Linked DNA regions of Danio rerio: region 1 is linked to region 2. Evidence: chromatin contacts called from public Hi-C data. All regions are on one chromosome and are shown on one strand. Each heading gives the region's core, a stretch centred on a gene start, on an enhancer-like site or on the middle of the called end of the contact. The rest is flanking DNA. Distances are from core to core; before and after follow the strand shown.

Region 1 (6,588 bases), core at 3,955-6,454, 210 kb after region 2:
CAAATTAAGCAATTTGCAACATCCATTTCGCAAAATAATTTTTTTTTTTTTACAAATTAATGTAACTCAAAAGAGCAATAGTACCTAAAAGCTTAACTCTTTCACAACAAACGCTAGCAGTAAGTGACCATGCATTAATAAAAAGCAAAAGCACATTGGATGACATTAAAAAGCAGCAATTTTACCAAATAAGTCAATTGATAATACTCAGAGATTATTAAAGTCAATCAAATACACTTAAACAATTGAAAACAACAACAACAACAACAAAAAACAGGCAATTGTTTTCTGAGGTACACCAGAATTAAACCAAACAAATCATGGTCCCTTTAGCTTCCTCTAAAATTTGCAACAGTGGAAATAAAGCCAATAGTATGTTCCTGCAGCACTGAAGAAGGGAGAAAGAAGGACACGTGTCTGACATTACAGGAGATGTTTATTTTATGTATTAGAGAAACCAATGCTGCAACACATTGGAGGCCACTTTCCAGAGTCTCAAAATGATTCAGATATTATATGTAGTGGCATAGGAACTATTTAAAGTGACATTTTGTGCAACGTGTTCTGAGCTGTCTATCCAGTCAATACAAGGGGAATTGAAATGCATGCTTGGATATCTTAACTGCAGTTTTGCATGTTTTACACAGCACCATGCACATCTGATGATGATGTCCGGATGATTCAGGTGAGGAATATGGGTCACTGACATGAAACTGAAAGCTATGTGGAGGGACATGCTGTGGTCCATCTAAAAGTATTTTGAATAGCATAAGTTATGCAGCATTTATTAATGCATTGTTGACATGCATGCAGCATTGAGACGTTTAACTCAGAGATTATTTTTGTCAGATATTTGCCACAGCATTTCAAATTATGCATCGATATGTCCTATGATCAAAGTAAAGTACTGATCATGTACTGTACTTCAGACATTTTCTGCTTAAACATTCAAACGATGGCATGTTGTGTATATTTTTTGCTGTATTATTGCAATGATGATAGTCTGATGATTGAAGTGTGTAGCTCCTCAACCAGAAATATAAACAGTCTGGTTATGCTAGTCATTTAAGATTTAACAACCAGACAAACATTGCTTGCTTACAATGCACAGACTACATTCAATCCCTTCAAAAAACTTCATTTAAACAACTGTATATTATAATAACTAAATAACTTGCATCATTAGCAGAAACCAGACCTATAAAATATACTTCACTTCCAGTAAATGCCTTATTCTATAAATCCTCTTTATGTTGTCACAAATGCAAAACAATCAATGGGTTTCTAGAAAAATATGACATAATTAACTTGCACTTTACACAACACATTAAGAAAATAATATTTGATAAGAGTTTTAAAGTCTCATGTAGTGCATTCTCTTAAAGACACAAACGTACTTAGAATGTACAAACTCGCTCTGTCTCCATCAAATATCTGATTTCCTGAATTTTTGTTCTTGCTCATGTCTGACCGTGGTATGTATGAGGATGTCGCAATATTTATGATTGAGAAAATGCATTATTGCAAACCCCACCGTGTTGCAACATAAACTTTGTGTGAAGGTTATTTTCATTTGCACAACCCAACAAATTCAAGTGCAAACACATTCAGTTCACGGAGACCGCCTCCTTTAGCTTCAATAAGGCATCATCACTTAAAATAAGCAACAATGTTTAAGTGCCGGAATTGTTTGGTGCCATAGCAGTGGCAATCTGCCATTTGGGGCTTATGGGAAATGTAGTCCCATCACTGATAGTGCAAGCAGAAAGTGAGGAGTGGGAAAATCTAGAAGCAAAGTTTCACTTTCATGCAGGATTTCAGAAATTTCTTCTCAGTCTCACTCAGAAGCGGAAACAGTCATTAACTTCGTCTGAGCAGTCAAAGTTGATTCCTTCACACACGGAGTCCTCAAGAAAAAAAAAGAAAATTAAGAGACGTGTAAACTTGTATAACCTACAAGAAAACAATAAGTGTTTTTAAAGTATCACAATCTATTGTACAGCATACACTGGTGGTCTAAATATTTTATATATTATTATATTATTTTAGAAGAAAATACAGCAATATTGAGAAATACTATTACTACTACTATTATTAAGGACAATTCTTGATATGGATATTTTTTTTAAATGCTACTTATTTTTGTGTTGTCCAGCTGAATTTTCAGCATCATTACTTTAGCTTTCACCTTTAGAAATAAATTATTATTATTATAATTATAATTATTATTATTATTATTATTATTATTATTATTATTATTATTGTTGTTTTTGTTGCTATATATGTTTATGGAATTCATTATAAACTAGGATTTCAGAATTTTAAAGTAGGATTTTTTTAAATAAAAAAAAACAAACAAATTAATAATCTTATTTTACATAATTGGATCAAATTAATTGAAGTATGTGTAACCACGTTTATTATGTAACATTTTATTGAAATACTGTTTTTGGGAAACCTTGAAAACTTTCAGTTTCTACATAAAAATATCAGGTAGAAAAAGCTCAAAAATATTATATATTAAAAATGCATTATAATAACATATTATTAATTCAGTAATAATAACTGATAAAAAATAAGCACCGAATCTGAATTTTAAAATCTATTTACAATATTAAATATTTTATATTTATAAGTAAATTTGATGTAACAGCACTAAAGACTGCTTATGTTGCATTCTAAACTTTTAAATAATTCAATCACTTACCACAACACATAGGTAAAAACATGGTTACATTTTTTAACACAAAATGTATGTGTAATATATATACATATATATAAACAAGAATCACTATACGTTGAAAACTGCATGGTTTTTGAAATCACACACAAAAAAACTTTTTATAAAAATGAAATGCGGTTTTAACAGGAGCTTTCAAACTCATGGGATTTAATATACTCACAGATGGCTGCCAACCACACGAGACTGTGAAAACAGAGAGATGAGGATGAAGGGGAAAAGAGGATGAAAATAGGAGAGACAAATATGGAGAAGACAAATTTGCACATTCAAAAAATTGATTACAAAAGCACAACATACATTACTTTAAATGGATCACCCAGTTCACCCAGAAAAATCCAGTCATTATTTACTCACACTCACAATGCCATTCAAAACACAAAAATACGTTTTATGTTGCTTATTTCTGTACAATGAAAGCTAACCTTACAATGTAATAAGTATGATCATTTCACTTAAGAAATTAGGAAATTGACAAAATTTTAGGGTAATTAAAGTGTGCCATTGTGATGTTACTGTTTATTTTAGCATTTTTTTTTTTAAGTCAGAAAATGTTCAAGACCAAATTGCACAACATTAATTAGTTCTTGAAATGAAAAGAAAAAAAAACTGATTCTGAACTCCCTAAAACAAGTCATTATTAATTATAGTCTTACTTCCTGCACAAATATATTGGTTTTTATATTGATATTGTTTTTGTCTGGATGGATGGATTCAATGGATGTACATTGACTTAAACTTTTAGCCACCATTTACTTTCATTGCATGGAAATAAGCAGTTTTATTTCTTATTTTGGAAGAAATTCATACAAAAGTATATGTTGAAGTATATATGGTTGAAGTCAGAATTATTAGCCCCCCTGTTTATTTTTTCCCCTACAGTTGAAGTCAGAATTATTAGCCCCCTTTGAATTTTTTTTCTTTTTTAAATATTTCTCAAATGATGTTTAATAAAGCAAGGAACTTTTCACAATATGTCTGATAATATTTTTTCTTCTGGAGAAAATCTTACTTGTTTTATTTTGGCTAGAATAAAAGCAGTTTTTATAAAAAAACAACAACAACATTTAAGGTCAAACTTATTAGCCACTTTAAGCAATATTTTTTCAATAGTCTACAGAACAAACCATCGGTATAAAATAACTTGCCTAATTACCCTAACCTGCCTAGTTAACCTAATTAACCTAGTTAAGCCTTTAAATGTCACTTTAAGCTGTATAGAAGTGTCTTGAATAATATCTAGTCAAATATTATTTACTGTCATCATGGCAAAGATAAAATCAGTTATTATAAATAAGTTATTAAAACTATAATGTTTAGAAATGTGTTAAAAAATCTTCCCTCCATTAAACAGAAATTGGGGAAAAATAAACAGGGGCACTAACAATTCAGGGGGGCTAATAATTCTGATTGCAACTGTATTTCTGTTTAATGGAGGGAAGATTTTTTTCAACACATTTCTAAATATTATAGTTTTAATAACTTATTTCTAATAACTGATTTATTTTATCTTTGTCATGATGACAGTAAATAATATACTAGATATTTACTAGATATTTTTCAAGACACTAGTATTCAGCTTAAAGGGCAATTTAAAGGCTTAAACAGGTTAATTAGGTTAACTAGGCAGGTTAGGGTAATTAGGCAATTCATTGTATAACAGTGGTTTGTTCTGTAGACAGTCGGAAAAAATAGCTTAAAGGGGCTAATAATTTTGACCTTAAAATAGCTTTTAAAAAATGAAAAACTGCTTTTATACTAACCAAAATAAAACTTTCTTCAGAAGAAAAAAATATATTTTTGAAAATACTATGACAATTTCCTTGCTGTTAAATATAATTTAGGAAATTTTCAAAAGAGAAAAAAAAAAATCAAAGGAGGGCTAATAATTCTGACTTCATCTGTACATCTAAGTATATATGTTGAGGTTGAGAGTCAGTAAATGATGAGTCAGTTTTAATTTTGGGGTGAACTATTCCTGCATGTACACATTAAACAAAAAGGCAACACGAAAATGTTTAACTTTGTTTTTGAACTGTTGTTTTCTTACAGAGGAAAAAAAATGCATTAGTTTTGCACATAAAGGTAGGATATATAATGCCAATTTAAAAAGTTAGTTTATTACTGTATGTTATTGCACTGCTAAATTATGAATACTGCATGATTTCTGCACAGAGCACTCATACAAAACAACAAAACAGAAGCTCAAGCTGAACTAAGAGTGTGCAAAAAAACATGCACTTAGATTTAAAAAAATAACAAAACGATGAAGAGCAAAATCATTTCATGCACGATCAGTACTAAGTGTGACGTTCCGGGGTGATTCAGAACACCAGTGTGAGGGTGGGTTAGTGTCAGGACAACACTGAGTCCCTGTAAGATTACGGAGCTTGTTTAAACTGTCACTAACTTGGCTTTGCTGGAGCAGCAGTGCCCCGTCTGGTGTGTTTGGGAAGTGCAGGGTGGTGGGGGAAGGGGTGAGGGGCAGCCAGGGCCGGTTGCCAGCGCTGTAGAGACGGGGACGCTTAACCTGGTCGTGACTGGACAGAGGGGTGTAACTATTCCGCCTTAACAGCAGAGGAGCGCAGTCTCGTCTCACTTTCCCCTGCTTTAAAATGGAAGAGACTGGGTGGGTTAAAAAGAGAGACCGTATTCACAAGATCTTCAACATACATCAGACACCTCCACAAAATGATCAAGAGACATGTTAGCTGCAAGTATTAACAAAGATAATATTTTTACAAATGAAAGTAGTTCTGGTTAATATTATACACGTCAATACTGGGATGGAGAACACAATGTTGTTTAATGGAGAGTTCAACAGACGCATGAACATAACCCACAACACATTAAAACACATTCCCTTATCATAGCTGTGCGACTGACACAATCACGAATGTACAATTTTTATTGTAAACATAGAGGGGAAGGGCTGAACCTCACTCTGATGAGGTGAATGAGTAGAAAGAAGATTTTTCTTTAATCAAACATTTTGATTAAAGTCAGAGAACATAGTTTAAAGCAATGTTATGGGATAACAAGATAAGCTGCTCCCACAAACATTCCATGAAGTTAACATAATTTGGCTGGTTTGACCAAATAGCCAATAGAGAAGGGGCTATACTTTAAATAATTTTACCATTACAGTTGTTTGTGGATGCATGTACATCATTTTGTCTAAAAATATATTCACAATCATTTTCTTGACCATATGTCACAGATGCTGTTGATAGACTTCAGTTGTACTGGACCCAGAAGATTGCTTTAAGCATTGGGTTCTCTGAGAAAAACATGCAGCAAAGCCAAATATGCAGTCAGGATTTCAGATTTATATGTAGCATGAAACAGCATGCTTTGGTGTGTAGTATCAAAAATACAAGTTTGATGTAAACATGTGCTGCTAATTATTTCAAAGTGAATATTTAATATCCTCTATTAATAATTCATGCAATCGGGTATGTCACTGAAACAGATGTGGACTTACCAGCGGTCTGTCCCGATGTGTGTTCACTGCCTCCACATTCAGATGAAACATCTCAACTTTGCAACCTAAAACACCAACCACATTCATCTCTAAGCACAATTTGACGTGTATGTTTGCTAACAAACAAAAAGGAGGACACAACTGTCCAACTCACCGTAGGCAACAGGAGTGAGCTTCATGACAGTATGAAGAGGACATAGCAAATAGGCAAGATCATCTATAAGACAAAAGATGAAGTTTACAGTATTACTTAAACATCTATGAGTATTGATAACTGTTGTTGCATATTCCATTTCACTAGATTATTTCTTCCCAAGACAACGATAATTATTTGTGATCAGTTAGATTGCTGCAGTCTGTCAGT
Region 2 (7,086 bases), core at 837-3,336:
AGGGAACTATCACACGAATTCTAACCAGTACTCCATATTCCCAAAAGCCTCTCTGCCTGGCACCGTTTGCGATAGCAGGTGTATCCAATTGATGCTCACGCATATAAGCCCAAGTTTCTGAACAGTTCAGTGCGAAGTCTTGATTTGCACAGCAGTTATTACCGAGCGTTTTTTCATAGAGGTTTTTCTTACCCATGCTTTGACCCATTTGCTTGTTATATCACCTGTAATTGTTCTTCCTGCCCTGAACCTCGCCTGTTTATCACCCTTCTTTTGGATTGCCATTCTGTTTTCTGTTTACTGTCATCTGTAACATTAATAAAGCTTTGCAGATGGATCAACTGGCTTTTTACTCATTACAACAGTATACCTTTACTATAAAATATACAGTAATTCTACATACTGTACATATACATATACAGTAAAATCTACAAACACTTGTCTATTTGTATATTTGCATTCACTACTTACTGCCTTTTTATATATTTATTATCTGTTTATTGTCCTGTCTCTGTAATTCTGTTGCACTGTAGAAGCTCTGTCACAAAAAACTAATTCCTCGTATGTGCGAACATACCTGGCAATAAAGCTCTTTCTGATTCTGATTTTCACAATGCAACTTAAACTAAAATACAGTAACATACTGCATACCTGTTCTATAGTAAAATACAGTTATGTTATTTTAAATATAGTTTGATATAGTTACTATTATAGTTAAATACGGTGTGATTTACAAAAATCATTAACAGTTGTTTTAAAGATTGCTAATTTGTTTTAGTCTCTCAAACAATGTGTTTATATCCATCATTGGGTAAAAACACACTGGCTTTTCAGTCTCTTTTATGACAATGTCTGAAATGGTTTGTTAAAGCATCCAGTCTTTCTATACCCTGCCTTTTAGTGATGCTACTGTGCTCTGATTGGTCAGATCACCCATATGGCATACCTGCCAACACTCCTGTTTTTCATGGGGGTCTTCCGTATTTCAAACCCATCTACCCTCCTGTTTTGTTATTTCTCCCAGAAAATACCCATAACTTCACCCCGCCCCTGAAACTCAGCTTTTTGGTACAGTCTGTAACACCCTCGCCCGGGTCGCTAACTTTGGTAAAGTATCCTATCGCAGCGGCCGACCGAAATCTGGTCCATATTACAGTTACTAACACCACAACCCAGCTTTTAACCCAGTTATTCAGACCCCCCTGAGCCCCCTCACCTCCAGTCTCCTGTAATTTTAGAGACAAATGTTGATCTTGATCTTTAATACCTTACAAACCTTTCAGATTCACAAACAGCTATATTACACACTACATGAAAGGTCAATGGCACCAATACCAAGTAAACGCTGAAAGCTGTTGCACTGCAATATTATGCCCTTTTTCAATGTGGAAAAGGCTGATGTGTTTTTAATGACACAGCTTTAAAAGATTTGATCTGAACTCACCGAGCTGTGCTTTGCAGCTCTCTATGGTTTTGTCCAGGTTGAGCTGGAAGCGGCTTCTGATCTGTCTCTTTGGGGAGGTGAGGGAGGGCTGAGCCCCCTGCTGCTGCTGGACACTTTCACTTAGCTCCTTCAAGTCCATCTCCGCCTTACTACGATCTGAGAGAGATCACAAGGCTCTGTTATGAGCACATTCAAACATATTAATTTTAGATGAGTTTTTAGATGGTTTTAGATCCATTCTTCAGGTACAGCTCTTATTAGATCCAACATTATTCAAAAAGGCTTCTTAAGGAATGTCATTTTGTAAAAATCATTTAACAAATAAACAATATTTAACAGTTTGTGGTAAGGGGTCAGATTTCTTTTTAAAAAAATCTACAATATATTAAACATAGATCTAATAAATTAATAGTTGATAGTTCACTAAAACAAACATTTTCTCTCCATTAACTTATGAATTTCTTTTTCCTGTTGAACACAAAACAAGATATTCTGAAGAATATTTAACAATATGGATATTTTTTTCTTGAGCAGCTGTTGACTTATGAATCATCAAGGACCCCACACCTCTGTACTGTAGAGTAGAAAATAAAACAGGCTATAATTAGATTACAGATTGATCAACAGAACGAAGCTTACCAAGGTTAAGGTTGAGTATGCTGCCGGTGGTTGGGGTTTTCTCTTGTTTAACAGGGGTGTTGGGAGCAGGCGAGTGAAATGGTTTAGGACTCTCTAAAGTGCTTCCTGCTCTAGAAGAAGCAGGTGATGCTGAAAGAGCAGAAATTCACTTTTAATAATACATTTCACTATTTAAAAACCATTATTCCATTGAAGTCTAAAACTTAAGTTGTGCATAAATTGTGCATAAAAATAAGTGGCAGATAGGGGTGTGCAATACTGTTTTGATGATGATTTCAGTGTTTTTTGTCCTTGTACTTTGGCTGGTTTAGGCCTGTTATGGATAATATGAAGGCTGCATTTCACTTCACTTTTAGACATGCTTTCACATGCAAACTTCCCTAGGCACTTTCCCTTAAGGGAATCTCTGCTGCTGTTTTAAAAAGCATTCCACATCATCAAGTAGACTAGGGATGTTCACATGGAGAGACTCTCAACCCTCGATTTTAGCCAAGGGATCAATTCTGCTTCATATGCAGAGTCTATCACCTAAATGTCCCACAATGTAATGTGACTGTGATATTACAACAGAGACTTGCATTCACTGTGCATAGTAAATTCCAAGTAAATAACCCTCTGAAAGATATTTCGGAATGGAATCAAAAAGAAAATGAAGGGTACAACTGGGTACAACTGCTGACCCCCATGATTATTTGCACAGGGAATAAAGTACATAAAAAAAAAACGAAAACATTGTCAAAACATTCCGTGTGATTCAGTGCTTCAGCTATAATCATATGAAACTCCAAAAACACTTTTGTGCACTGTTAATGTGACTGTGTTCGCCTATATCTTTTCTCCTGCATCAGGTCATGAGCATGCATGTTTACTATGGCCAATACGATGTAGTGCCATTAGAGTCAGCAGGGCAAAACAGTAAGCATCGTATTGATCATTGTTACCATGCACCCTGATTTGATACGGAAGACATTGGCAAACAAAGTGTTTTTTGGCACATAACAGTGTTCTTGGAGCTTTGTAGCTCAGTATGACTACAGTTGATCCACTGAAGTCACATGGAATGTTTTGACATTGATTTTGGCTCCTTTTCTGAACTCAAACATCTCTGGACCATTCCTGTCTAAAAAGGATAAGGGTGCTCTCGGATTTCATCTAGAATAACTCAAATTGTGTTCTGAAGATGAATAAAAGTCTTAGGGGGTTGGAACGGTATGATGGTAATAATTAATAACGTAATTAAGATTTTTTGATAAACCCTTCAAGATGAAACACTGCATAACCAATTCAAATGATTCATTCATAAACATGATATCAGGAACAAAACACAACTGTGACACTATCAGATGCTGTGCCTTTGTTTAGAATTATTTCCATTAGCAAAACTAAAAAGCAACAGCAATTTGTTTTTACGGTTAAGCTCATGCTGAAAAACAACTTTCTTGTTTATGTGATATTACTAAACTCTGTCACTAAACTGTGATAATTCTAAAACACAAATCCAATAATGGATATTTTTGGTCTCAAAGCTTAATTCTTAGGGACTTTCAAACAGGGCATTCTAAAGATGAATTTGTTTGTTTGTTTGTTTCTGCAAAATTGACGTACAATTGTTGACAAAGATTGAATTATTTCCAGAAAAAATCCCCAGCAAAACGACATAAATAAAAACAAGCTAAAGAAACTTGCCTACCTTGATGTCAAAACGACATCAGTTTGACATTTAACACTGAGGTCAAAAACTTATTAAAAAATGAACTCCAGGACAGTCCTCTAATCCAGTTTCGATATATGTTTTGCACCAATGTTAAATCTCAAACTGATGTATTTTTGACATCAAGGTAGTTTACGTGCATTGTAGGGATACAAAATTTAGTGTAATTTTGAAATAAAAACTTTCAGATGAATAAAGCCGTTCTTATATTATAATACATTTTGTGTTCTTTTATTAGTGGTTAAATAGGGCATCAATTTGTGGATATCAAGATTTGACATAAAGGTGCTCGCTGGATTTAATGCCCACTCTCTAATTTAGATGTTCAGTGTATGTTTTAGGACATTTTAATGCTGTATGTACCAGTGCAATCCTGAGACTCTTCCCCAGTGCTGTAATGGGGCAGAGCCGCTTTAGCGTGACCTTTCTCCGCCGTCTCCTGTTCTCCATCAGATCCAGTATGCGCTGAAGAGTTTGTACTCATAGGTGAACGCGGCATGTCTGTCATCGAGATTCGTCTTCCTGTCCCACTCCCACTGGACACCATGCTTTTTCCCACAAGCAGCTTCGGAGATGCAGTTACATCAAAGTTGAACTTGATCTTTTCCTGTTTTTCAGGTTTGACGGAGCCTGCGCTGGGGTTCGCCGGGTCCAGGAGCATCTGGAACTGGTTGTCTGGTGTGTAGGGCGTGCGAAATGGTGCATAATTAAAGACTCCAAATTTTTTGCGAATGTTTTCTACGTACACCTCCATCTCTTGCATGGCACTGTTGAAGATGCTCTTGGTCTTCTTCACAGAGAATGGGATCTCTTTGGACATGAGGTAGCAGTTGTTAATAGGAACCCAGGCCCTGTTTTTTAAAACAGTACATGGGTAGAATAAAATAAAACATATTTTTGCTTCTTCTACATTGAAATGCAGCAGGATTTTAGTCTTAGCCAACAACAATCAATGGCTGAAACAACTACTTAACAAATTGATGATTACTGATATATTTTATTGGTCAAATCTGTGTGCAAAGAAACTCAGTGAAGTTATTTTGGGTGAAAATAAGGCTACAGACTAAGGGCCCTATTATACACCCGGCGCAATCCGCTTGTTAAGTGTGACATCACGCGAAGCGGCTTCTGGGTCCAAGCGCTCTATTAAACTGAATGGGGAGACTTATGAAATGGCAATAATAAACGTTTACAAAGCGATTTAAGGCTTTCGAAAATCACTATGGCAGTATATATCCATGCCTAATATCCGATGGCCAGAAAGTGATTTTTTATAAATTTAAAATTTTTGGTATTTGTTATGCAGCAAGCCCAGAGATTGTTGTGTACACTATGACTTCATGTAAAATTAACTTTAATGTGTGATAGGAATAAAACATGATCATAAACGAATGATTTCTCCACTCAAATGAATGGCAGCTTGGACCCGGAAACAGTATTACATCCGCCACAAACATGTCACCTCTTAACAAGCGGATGTGGCGCATGGAGTGACCCAATAGTTTTTTGCTAGTTTCAGCTTGGCGCAAGAGTCGTTTTGAGACGTTGCGCCACACTGTTTAAATAGCAAATGCATTTGTGCTTATATGCGCGCTCATAGGCGTTCTGGTCTAAAAAGGAAGGCATTCTGAGGCGCATTGCTGGCGTGTTGCTATTTTGAGAAACTATAATAGATTTTTCAACAGACCAAAACAAACCCGGTCTAAACTCCAGCACAGAGTTGCGCTTAGCTTACACACTGCTTAATACACACAAGATGTAGAGCAATATGCAAATATCTTTACATATGAAAAAAATTTAAATATTAAGGATATATAAAGGATATAATAAGAATATATATAGGATATAAATATAAAGAATTAAATTATTACAAAACATATTATTTTCTTGCCTACATAAATATGAAAAACCACTGCTTTTATGCCTTCTCCGAAGGGTTTTTCAGTTCATTCATAACAATTTGCTTTTGTATAATGTTATTATTATTAGCAGTATTATTTATTAAATCCATATTTATATTTGTTTTACTAAAAACAAGCTTAGATTTGCCCACCTGCAGGTTTTAGACCATATGGGCTGTAGCATGCGTTTTAGGATATAACTCAGGTTTTTGAACACACTTTGTTATTATTGTTCATTTATTCGTTTGCTGCAAATTAGAACTAAATTCAGAAATAGTTTTGAAACAAATCTTTGCCCTTAACAAACGAAATTAATTATTGATAGGCAAATTGATGTCTGTGCGTAAAGGTTTCCCTATCCACAAGAGCGAAAGTGAAAGTAGATCATTTATCTCTCATTCTCCTGCGATAGATGCGCTGTTTAACTGTTGAGAGGGCTTATCTCTCATTCTTGCATTGTTTAGCTGTTTTCTTGCTAATGAAATGCTCAGTTTTTCCACTTACACTTACTTTATGTCATGTAAATAGCAAATGCGATTATGGCGCGACGCAACTGGCTCTTAAAGGGAATGGGAGATGAGACTCTGATTGGTTTATTCTCAAAACACACCTATAACTCATTAAGAAAATGAACTCAACACTTTTAGACCATGCGCCACGGCGCAAAGCCAATTTTTCTGTCCTTATATTAGTAAAAATGCATTCTGACACGCTCTGAAAGTGTTTGCGCCCTGCATTTTGCGCATGAACCGTCAAAATAGAGCCCTAAATGTTTTTGTTTGTTAAATGTTTAAATGTTTTTTTTATGTTTTTTTTTGTATTTGTTTTTAATTATTATTTTCATTCTTTTTCCTTCGACATTGCCACAGCAGAATGACCTGCCAACTTATCCAGCATATGTTCTCCACAGCGGATGCCCTTCCAGCTGCAACCCAGTACTGGGAAATATCTATACACACACATACACTATGGCAAATTTAGTTTAATTGATTCACCTATGCCGCATGTCTTTGGACTTTGGGGAAAATCGGAGCACCCTGAGGAAACCCACACCAACACAGGGAGAACATGCAAACTCCACACAGAAATGCCAACTGGTCCAGCCAGGACTCGAACCAGCAACCTTCTTGCTGTGAGGCAACAGTGCTAGCCACTGAACTACCATGTCTCCAATTAAATATTAATTATAATTATTTTTTTCATGGTTTTTACCTTTGTTGTATATGACAGTATAGAGTATTGACAGGAAAGCATAGGGAGCAAAGAGAAGGGAAGGATTGGCATAGCACCGCGAGGTGGGAATCAAACTTGGGTCATCGTGAGTGCATGAGTGCATGTGTCGACACACTAACCAATACACCACTGGCAATATTATTTGATTTAGACTAATA

What was found. A called contact is a pair of places that touch in the nucleus more often than the background predicts.
Region 1: a contact with region 2 is called in a Hi-C map of embryo, with 3 times the contacts expected there. The contact joins two enhancer-like sites. A contact is called at or near these places in 3 of 18 Hi-C or Micro-C datasets (embryo and hematopoietic stem cells).

Annotation. Positions count from the first base shown.
Region 1 is chr11:20,877,532-20,884,119 of GRCz12tu, forward strand. pfkfb2b (6-phosphofructo-2-kinase/fructose-2,6-biphosphatase 2b) reads right to left here. Exons shown (of 16, transcript XM_021479801.3): 13 at 6,379-6,441; 14 at 6,225-6,289; 15 at 2,904-2,926; 16 at 419-1,907. The coding sequence ends at 1,838. Among named protein-coding and RNA genes, the nearest start is that of pfkfb2b, 13 kb to the right of the region's middle. Within about 2 kb of position 5,205, at least 25 of the 62 cell types and tissues checked have an H3K27ac peak or open chromatin away from gene starts, as enhancers often do.
Region 2 is chr11:20,668,400-20,675,485 of GRCz12tu, forward strand. zmynd8 (zinc finger, MYND-type containing 8) reads right to left here. Exons shown (of 20, transcript XM_687794.11): 11 at 4,158-4,645; 12 at 2,084-2,212; 13 at 1,445-1,600. Among named protein-coding and RNA genes, the nearest start is that of dido1, 22 kb to the left of the region's middle. Within about 2 kb of position 2,087, at least 3 of the 62 cell types and tissues checked have an H3K27ac peak or open chromatin away from gene starts, as enhancers often do.